2 separate regions of the Anas platyrhynchos genome follow, and region 2 is linked to region 1. A link is a contact called in public Hi-C data. All regions are on one chromosome and are shown on one strand. The core of a region is the stretch at or near the end of the contact, and the rest is flanking DNA. Distances in the headings are between cores, read along the strand shown.

Evidence for each region. A called contact is a pair of places that touch in the nucleus more often than the background predicts.
Region 2: a Hi-C map of skeletal muscle shows a contact between it and region 1, with 2.2 times the contacts expected there. The contact joins the promoter of INVS here to the promoter of NR4A3 in region 1. A contact is called at or near these places in 2 of 8 Hi-C or Micro-C datasets (liver and skeletal muscle).

What each region holds. Positions count from the first base shown.
Region 1 is chr2:63,396,829-63,401,466 of IASCAAS_PekinDuck_T2T, forward strand. NR4A3 (nuclear receptor subfamily 4 group A member 3) reads left to right here and starts at 2,970. Exons shown (of 9, transcript XM_072034855.1): 1 at 2,970-3,435.
Region 2 is chr2:63,528,313-63,533,124 of IASCAAS_PekinDuck_T2T, forward strand. INVS (inversin) reads left to right here and starts at 3,021. Exons shown (of 17, transcript XM_027451847.3): 1 at 3,021-3,149. It overlaps ERP44 (endoplasmic reticulum protein 44), which reads right to left and starts at 3,096. Exons shown (of 12, transcript XM_027451857.3): 1 at 2,878-3,096. The coding sequence starts at 2,934.

The DNA.
Region 1 (4,638 bases), core at 1,720-4,219:
TCCCCAAATCCAAGGCAATAAGGGCAAGCTTTATTTCTCCCCCAGGTCCTTGGGGACTTCCTTCCCTCATTCTTGTCACGTGTGAAGCCTCCACGTTGATGTCCCTGTTGAGGTCCCTTCCAGCCCAGCAGAGCCCATGTGTACACAGGGGCTGCACAAGTCACTGCCTGGCCTCCCCGTCCCCATCCCTTTCCCTCTGCCCCCGTGTTCATCCTAAAACCCTCTCATGAAGGACTTCGGGCTCCTCCTGAGGCATGGTGGCCGTCCTCTCTGCTAACAACGTGCTGTTTGATGACAGGCCCCAATCCCCATGGAGGAGACGGGTGGTGGGGGAAACGTGTGGTGGGCAAGCTACTGGCCCCATGCTCAGAGCTTGCAGCTTTGGGGCCATTTCCCCTAAACACCCAGCATTTTGTGCAGCTGTGCTTTAAAACAGGAGGCCCTGGTGTTTGGGGATATGGTTGGACCTGGTGTTTTGGGACATTTGGACCTGGTGTTTGGGGACATGGTTGGAGCTGGTGTTTTGGATATGGTTGGACCTGGTGTTTGGGGACATGGTTGGATATGGTGCTTTGGGACATGTTTGGACCTGGTGTTTTGGGACATTTGGACCTGGTGTTTTGGGATATGGTTGGACCTGGTGCTATGGGACATGGCTAGATCCGGTGTTTTGGGACACGGCTGGATATGGTGCTTTGGGACATGTTTGGACCTGGCACTTAGGGACATGGTTGGACCTGGTGTTTTGGGATACGGTTGGATGTGGTGCTTAGGGACACGGTTTAGTGGGTGATAGTGGTGGTAGGGCAATGGTTGGAGATGATTTTGGAGGTCTTCAACAACTTTAATGATTCCATGGTTTAAGTAGCACACTGAGGGTTATCTCGGAGACTCACAGCGCAGCCTCGCCGCTGTTTTGGGGCTAGCCTGTGGCGTTTTAGGGCTGCTAACTTCTACCCTGTGGGGCCCCTCGGAGGACACCGTTTTGTCTCCGCGGGGGCTGTGAGGAGCCCGGGGAAGCCCCACGCAGCCGGGGCAGCGCCCGCGGGTCCCCTCCTTACCCCCCCCCTCTTCGGTCCCCGGTCCCTTTCCCAGCAGAGACCAACACCGGAGGAGGAGGAGGAGGAGAAATGACAGCATGGAAAGCGCCGTATTTTTACCAGGGCGGAAAGTGCCACCCTCCCTCCCTCCCCTCCCTAACCCTGCCCTCGGCCGCCCACGCCGGGCGCGGCATCAAAGGGGATCTCCCCGCCCGGCCGCCATTTCGCGACGCCTCACGCAGGGGCTGTCCCCGCCACCCAACAGGGGACATCCCCACGCGGGACCCCGGCCGGGCAGCGACCCCCACGGGTGGGACGTGGCCGAGGGACACCCCCTCGGAGCCCTGCCGGGGTTGAGAGCCCGGTAGCGGCGGCGGCGGCGGCCCCGTGACGGCGGGCCCGGCTATAAATACCCGCCCGCGCCTATATTTGGCGCGGGCCCGGCCCGCCAACCGGCGGCACAAAAATAGCCGCAGCTGCGCCCGCCCGCACCGCACCGCGCCGCGCGGCCCCGCGGGCTAAATTTAGCCGCGCCGCCTGCGTCAACGACGCGGCCGCCGTGCGTCAGCCACGCTAAGCCCCGCCCACCCGGCGCCCGGCCCGCCGTGTCCCGCGCGGCGATTGGCTGAAGGAGGGCGGGGGGGCGGGCGCCCCGCCGTGACGCGCGCGCTGATTGGCCCCCGCGGGGGTTGGCGGCGCCGAGCGGGGAGCCCGAGGCCTGGAGGGATCCCCGCGGAGGGGGGGGGGGGGGCACGGCCCGGGGGTGCCCCCCGGACCGCCCCCGTGGGGCTGCGGGGCACCGAGGGCACTGCAGGGGGGCCCCTCCGGCACCGGGCTGCGGCGCCGCCCCGGGCTGGTCCCCCGCGGGTGGGAGGTGCCGGGAGAAGGGGGAAGTGAGTGGGGAAAGGGGGTAGGGGGAGGGTTGGGGAAAGGGGAAGGGGAAAGGGGAAAGGGAAAGGGGAAAAGAAGGGGAAAAGGAAAAAGAAAAGGAAGGAAAAGGAAATGGAAAAGAAAAATAAAGGAAAAAGGAAAAGAAATGACAAAAGAAAAAGAAAAGGAAAAAGAAAAGAAAAAAAAAGAAAGGGAAAAGAAAAAGGAAAAAGAAAAAAGAAAAAAAAATAAAAAGGAAAAAAATAAAATAAAAGGAAAAAAGAAAAAGGGAAATAAAAGGAAAAAGGAAAATAAAAGGAAAGGGGGGGAAGTAAAAGAAAGAAGAATGAGAAAGAGAAAGAAGTGAAACAGGGAAAAGTAAATGAAATGAAAGACGGGAAAAATGAAAAGGGAATAAAGGGAAAGGAAGTGTAAAAGGGGGAAGGAGAATAAGAGGAAAAAAGAGAAGGGAGAATAAAAGGGGGAAAGTAAGAGAAAGAAGAATGAAGAAGAGAAAGAAGTGAGAGAGGGAAAAAGAATGAAAGAGGGACGAAAGTGAAATGGGAAGAAAGAAAAAAGAAAGGAAAAGGGAAAGGGGGAAAAGGGAAAGGGGAAAAAGAGAACGGGAAAAAGGTAAAAGGGAAAAAAGGAAAAGGGAAAAAAGGAAAAGGGAAAAAGGAAAGGGGAAAAAAAGGAAAAAGGGAAAAAAGGAAAAACGAAAGAAAAAAAATAAAAATAATAAAAAAAAATAAAAAAAAATGAAAAAAAAAGTGAGAAAGTGGAGGAGAAGGCAGCAGGCTCCGGCGATCCCTGCTGCAGGCGCCCCGTGCCGGGCAGCCCGAGCGGAGCGCTCCCGGCTGCCGCCAGCCCCAGCCCCAGCCCCAGCAGCCCCGGCACCGGCAGCAGGAAGGCGCCGAGCCCTTAGCGCCCGGTCCCACAGCCCGGAGCTCCGCTCCCGTCCCGCTCCCGTCCCCGTCCCCGTCCCCGTCCCCGTCCCGCCGCCTGACTCCGGGCTCACCCCCGGCCCGCACGGGGCGGGGAGGTGGTGCTGGAGGGGGGGGGGGGGGGGCGAGCAGCGTCAGGCTCCCATGGCGTCACGATTGACGTTTCGCATTCCAGCCGCTCTATGGAGAGGCCGCTAGGGCTGCTCTCACATAAATGACGTCCGGAGGCACGGAGCGGGAGAGCAGCGCGGAGAGGCGCCTCCGTCCTCTGCTCCGCACGGCAGCCCCCCGGGCACCCCGCCCGGCAGCCCCTCACCGCCCCTCCGCTCCTGCCTCGCCTCCCCTCGCCTCGCCCGGCTGCCGGGGCTGCCCCGTTTTTCCATGACTCGGGATAACGCCGCCACCTCCTCCGGAGCCTCCTCTTCTTCTTCTTCTTCTTCTTTTTCCACCACCACCACCGGCACCACCGAGCCCCGCGGTGCTCCCGTCGCCGCCCGGCCGCTGGACAGCGCCCGCTCGCCCCGCTGAGGAAGCGGCCGCCGGGGACCCCGATGTAAAGACGGAACCCACACAGCAAGCGAGTACGTATGGGCACCGCCGGACAACTTGCGGGGACCGCCGCGACCGCCCCAAACTTTCGCCTTCTCCTCCCTCCCCATCCCCTCCCCTCCTTCCCCGTCTCCGAGCTCCGCCGCCACCGGGATGGGATGCTCCGGGTGTCCCCCCCCCTTCCCCGGGTGTCCCCTCTCCGCGTTGTCCCCCGGCCCCGGCTCGTCCCGGGCCGGGCAGCCGGTACCGAGGGCTTTCTGCTGGTTGTTGTCATGGAAATGATGCTGCCGGCGGGGATGAATGGCACTCGCTCGGCTCCTTCCTCCGGCACAACTTGGCGCTGCTGCTCCTGCTCCTGCTCTTGCTGCTGTCGCCTCGCAGGGTCGCGACAGTCCCACCGAGCCCCGGAGCCCCCCCGGTGGCACCGGCCACCGGCACCCCGGAGGCTCCCGAGCCCCGCGATGTGTGCGCCGGGGCACCGAGCGCCTCGGTCGCCGGCCGGGCTGGGAGCGAGCCGGCGAGGCGCTCTGTCGCGACCTGGTGCCGGGGACGGCTGTCGGGACGGCGCTATCGCGATAGCCGGCGCGCCGCGGGCGGAGGTGCGGCTCACCTGGGTGCAGCTGGCGTTTGCGTTTGCTTGTGTGCTTTTTATTTTCTTATTTTTTATTCTTGTTTTTTATTATTTTTTTACAATATTTCCCAAGGCAGGCGCGGAAAGGGCTGATCCCCGCAGGGGGTTCGGCTGCGTGGGGCTCGGTGTTTTTTTTTTCTTTTTTTTTTATTATCTTTTTTTATTATTATTATTTTATTTTTCTTCTCCATAAAAAAAAAATAAATCCCCCCAAACCCCAGAAACTTTGGGAAGGCGCCGCCAACTTTTTTTTTCCCCGGCCCGCTCCGCTCCGCTCGCATTCCTCGCCCCGCTTCCCTCTCCTCCGTGGAGACTGCCGTACGAGCGGAGCCTGGCCCCGCGGGCACAATGGACCGAGCCCGAGCAGGAGAGGCTTTCCTCCGCAGGTTGCTTTCGGGAACTCGCCCGAAACCCCGTGGATTTTGGGGAGCGAGCGTCTGCGGCTCCGGCAGGGGGTGGAGGGGATGCGCAAAGCCGGGAGCGCACCGGCGCTGGAAGCGGAGCTCGAAACTTTTAATTCAATGGAGCTCCCCCTCCCCACCCCCCCACCCCCTTTCTCCTCTCCTCGGCGGTCCCTGCCGGGTAAATGAAGGTTTCGAAACTC
Region 2 (4,812 bases), core at 1,771-4,270, 130 kb after region 1:
AGACTGAAGGGCAAGAACAGGGAAATCCTTTTACAGTTGCCCAAGGGGAAAAAAATAATTAAAAAAAAAAAAAATGCTAAGAACTTCTCCCTTCCCTTTCCTCGCTATCAGTTGGTGGCTTCCTCTCTTCACATCTCTTCCCCAGGGACACCACCTGCACGAGCCTCCCAGCGGCATCCTGAGCAACGTATCTATGGCACGTGGCTCTGTGGCACGTGCCTAGCAGTGTCCTGTTCTACAATTTTCATTGCGCACCTGCAGGTGGAGGCAAACACAGAGAGAGCCCGAGCAGAGCAAAGCCAAAGAACCACGCCTTGCCTTACAGAAGGATGGGGTGAGGCACAGCATTTATTCTGCTGCCTCGGATTCATCAGACCTGTCCTACCCAGTACCAAGCCATACACCAATGTGGCAGAGACATCATTCAGCTCTGAGCAAGAAACAATGTTGCTTATTCCAGTCTTGCCATCAGGCGGACTCCTTTGCAGCCTGTGCTGTGCCCTGTCCGCCCTTCCCCTCAGCTCCAGGGTCTTTCACAGCATTTCAACCCTCCATGTCTTTTATACAGTTTTCTGCGCTTCCATTACCAAAAAGTATTTCCTCCTCCCAGCTTACTCTCCTCCAGCTAACCACAGCCCTTCCTTCCCTCCCCCTCAGCGCCCTCCTCCCACCCCGAGGAACTCCTGTTACACTTGCCCAACACCCGAAAGCAGTAACAATAAACCAGACTCCTTTTCCTGGTCACCAACTGCTGTGCTAATACCCTAATGTTGATTCTTCTCCTTGCCTTTACTTCCCCTCTTCAGAGATCAGATTTCATCACCTTCCAGCGCCTATCTGCTTTGAAGATTCGGAAGCATAAAGCTGAGGCAGGGAGGGTCAGTATGCACCACTGCAAACACTTCTGGCGTGCAGAGCTCTAGAAACAAAGGCAATCTGTATGAAAAATAAAGGAGAACTTCCTTCCCTCAGAGGCAGGCCGTGCAGAAGAAGAAATGTGCTTATCCAGAAGTTTGGAACCTTAATTATTTTTCAACTTCATTGCTAAACAAGTCCAGCTTAGTAAGCTGTTTTCGCGGCTGTATATCATTGCCCTCTGTTCTAGGCACCACTGAGGTAACACTAAGAAGCTCGCATCCCCAAAACACACCAACTGCCACGCTCGAGGAGGCTCTGCTAGCCAGCACATCCTTTGGAGGCAGAGCAGAGGGCTCTCTCAAACCTCACCGGACAAAACCACAGTCATGTTGTGGGTCACAACTATTCACAGCGGTTGGGAAGGCAGAAGAGAAGTTACCAGAAGTTGAAAGTCGATGTGGTACACACCACCAGGTCCCCTAAATGCCACAAGAAAACAAGCGTCGCACTCTGCAAACGGGTTTGTCAGCTATCTGAAAGAACAAGGATCCTCTCACATTCCCAGCCTGCTCGGGACAACTCTTACCAAACCTCCTGAAAGGAGTGATTCATTGTCTTGATCCGAGGACGTAACCGGGCACCTTACAACACAGGGGCACGGCTGATGTGACGCTGAACAATTACACAGGTAGCACTGCACACGAATATATTAAAAAACCAACCCTGGCCTGTTTTATTTTTCAAGTGTTACGTGTATGGATCTTTCTAATCTCATTAGAAATGGGTTTGAATAATCCATACAAAGAGAAACAGCACCTAAAATATGGGGAAGTTTCAGATCTTCGCCGCGATCTATTTCTTAAGTTGACGTGCCCATAACCTAACTGACACGTATTAGATTTGCATGGACCCGCTGTACCATGAAGAAAGAAAAACGCTTTCATTAATTCCTGTCCAATTTTTCAAACTTGTGCTTGCCCGCTTAAATGCCAAGTTTAAAAACAAACAGCGCGCACTTCTTGCTTCTGCTCGCTGCGCTCGATACAAGGGTTACAATATTGATCTTGGAACAAGAGCAATGTCGCTCACGTGCTAACGCCCAGACAGGACCTGAAAATACGAGGTTCATCACTGTAGTCTCTCGTACAGTGAGCTAACACGCTATAAATAGCCATCTATATATAAACACCTCAAATGTGTTTTTTTTTTTTTCCTCAAGCCATACCAATGAATATACTTACTCAGCAAGCTCTTCACATTTTAACCAAAGCTTATCCAGCTAGCAGCCCATGTTTCAAAGGGATAACGAGCTCTGGTCCCTGCTCATTAGGCGCTTGGATTAATGCTTCTGGCCATTCATTCATTAGCAGATATATTGCTGGGTATTTCCCTTTGGATCCCCACAGCTCTATCTTTGCCTCTAATTATTCTCTCTCTTTTTTTTTTTTTTTTTGGCTGATTTTACAGCTTTGTTCCAAGCAGATTGATTAAGCGTGGTGGTGTCTAAGAGCAAATCCCGCTGGACTCCTTCACCCCTGTGAGCCCCCTGCGGCTGCAGGAGGGGCTGGGGGCGCGGCAGGCGCAGGGTTTGGCCCAGCACATCGCTGGCAGCGTTAGAGATAAGCGTTAGAGATAAGCGAGCCGCCTTATCTCTGCAGAAGGCGTGCATTTAACGATCGTGTGTGTGTCTGTGAGTGTGTGTATGTGTGCAAATCCGGTTGGTTGCACGCCTAACGCCACAAGAAAATTAAAATAAAAGAGAAAAAGGAGGCAGAAGGTGACAACTTCAGGCATATTCCCTCAGGAACTTCTCCCAACTCCAGCCCCGAGCCCCTGAGGGAAGGGAGGGAGGAGGGGAAAGGGGGGGGGGGGGGCCCGGCTCCAGCGCCCTCCCCTCGGCCAGGCCGCAGCCCGCGGGGCCTCCACGGGGCCGGGCCGCTCCCCGCTCCCTCCCAGCAGGTGCCGGCCGGGGTGGGTGAGGGGACGAGGGGGTGCGAGGGGCAGGAGCCGCGGGCTCACCATGAGGAGGACGAGGCGGCCGGGCTGAGGCGGCGGCGGGAAGATGGCGGCTCTCATGGTAGGTAGACCAGGCGGCCGTGCGGGGCGCGCGGCGGCTCCCAGGCGCTCGGCGGCCGCGGCGGCTCCGCAACTTCCCCCGTCGCCAGGAAACGCCCGCGGCCGGCCCGGGGCCGCCGCCCGCCCGCCTGCCCGCCTCCGCCACTCGCTTCCGGCGCTGCGGCCTCACGGGTAATGTAGTCCCGGAGCCGGGGGCGGGAGGAGGAGGCGCGGAGGTGAGGAGCGGGGCGCTGCCGGCCGAGCGGGGCTCCCCGCGGGGCGCGGCTGCGCTGTTTGCGTAGCGGGAGGGCGCGCGTTGCGGAGGTTGCGCAGCGGGCGGGTGGGTGGGGGGATAGGGAGGGGGGGTGCGTCCTGCGGCCCTCCTGGGGTGGGATTAGGGATTATGGATTAGGGGTGGGATGAGGGATTAGGGGTGGGATGAGGGGTTTAGGGTGCCTCGCTGCGTCCCCGCCGAGCGCAGGAAGCCGCTCTGTGGTCCGAGCGGTGCTGGGTGGGGGCTTGCGGAGCGCCCGCTGCATCACATTGTGGGGGTGGGATCCCCAGTGGTGTCACGGGCTGGGTCACACCGAAAGTTCATCTTCTTGCAGTAAAACTTCAGGTTTTGCATGCAGGGTTTGGTCAAACTGCTGGTGGGAAGCCGCGCCTGGCATGCCTGGCATGGCCAGCATGTACACAAGGCGACGAGGAAGCGTGAGGAGGGAAACAGCACAGCCATATCACAGACAGCCCTCATGTCAGGTTACTGCAAGGCAGGCCCCCTTTGGCCACGAGGAAAAGTTGGGCTCGGTCTCTGGATGACCCTACAAAAACCATTTGGCCCCTCAGTTTCATGTTATATATGTGTGTGTGTGTGTATACAGCATGTATGCATATATACACACACATACATCATATATCATATCATCATAGAATGGCCTGGGTTGAAAAGGATCTATAAAGATCATCTAATAAAGATCACCTTATAAAGATCAACTAGTTTCACCCCCCCTGCTCAGGGCAGGGTGGCCAGCTACTGGAGCAGGCTGCCCAGCGCCACATCCAGCCTGGCCTTGAATGCCTCCAGGGATGGGGCATCCACAGCAATTTTAGCAACCCTGTGTTTTGCTGAACAGAACAATGCTGTCATCCCGATTATCTGTGTAACACAACGTGCTATGAGCGTAGTTTGGTGTGAAATTTCATATAACTTCAAGTCCTCTTGCTGTTCCTATGACTGTCCCTGCATTTCTGATGTCCTGATACAGCTAATGTTTCCGTACATGTTAGGTGAAAAAGAGAAAGTGAATGGTCTACTTGATTACGCTAATATAGTGTATGTTACAAATAATGCCAATTATATAACTTTTTATAAACATATCATGTAGTTATTTCCTGATTTTTTTTAAATTGTTTTTCATCCTGTACAAATATGCACCTCATTTTGTTGTTAATGAGGATCTTTATCAAGCCAGATATCTTCATCTGGTATATTCCGTATACCAGTTCATCTGTTTGTCAAATACACCAGAGGAATATCTGAGGAAAGTTACATATGTTCCTTTTATAGTTCCTCTTAATATTTGAGGAAAATGAGTGAGGAAAAGTTTCACTTGGAATGAAATGTATGAATTGCATGTCCTCAACAGGCAAAACAGCAGATTTATCGAGGCACTAGAAAGGTTTGAAGACATGTTTTCTTTAAATTGAAAACAGTCATGCTTTGGGTCTTAAAGTATGTTTGGACTTGTTTGGGTTTATGTGAGCTCTGTCCACCCTGCATTGTTATATGTGCATCTGCACTTTTATTGACTTTCTTAAGCACCAAGTCAAGTGGAGCTTTTCTGTCATTTGTTGTGGTGTTTTATGGCACTTTCTCCTTCTTCCATGGCCTTAAAGCTG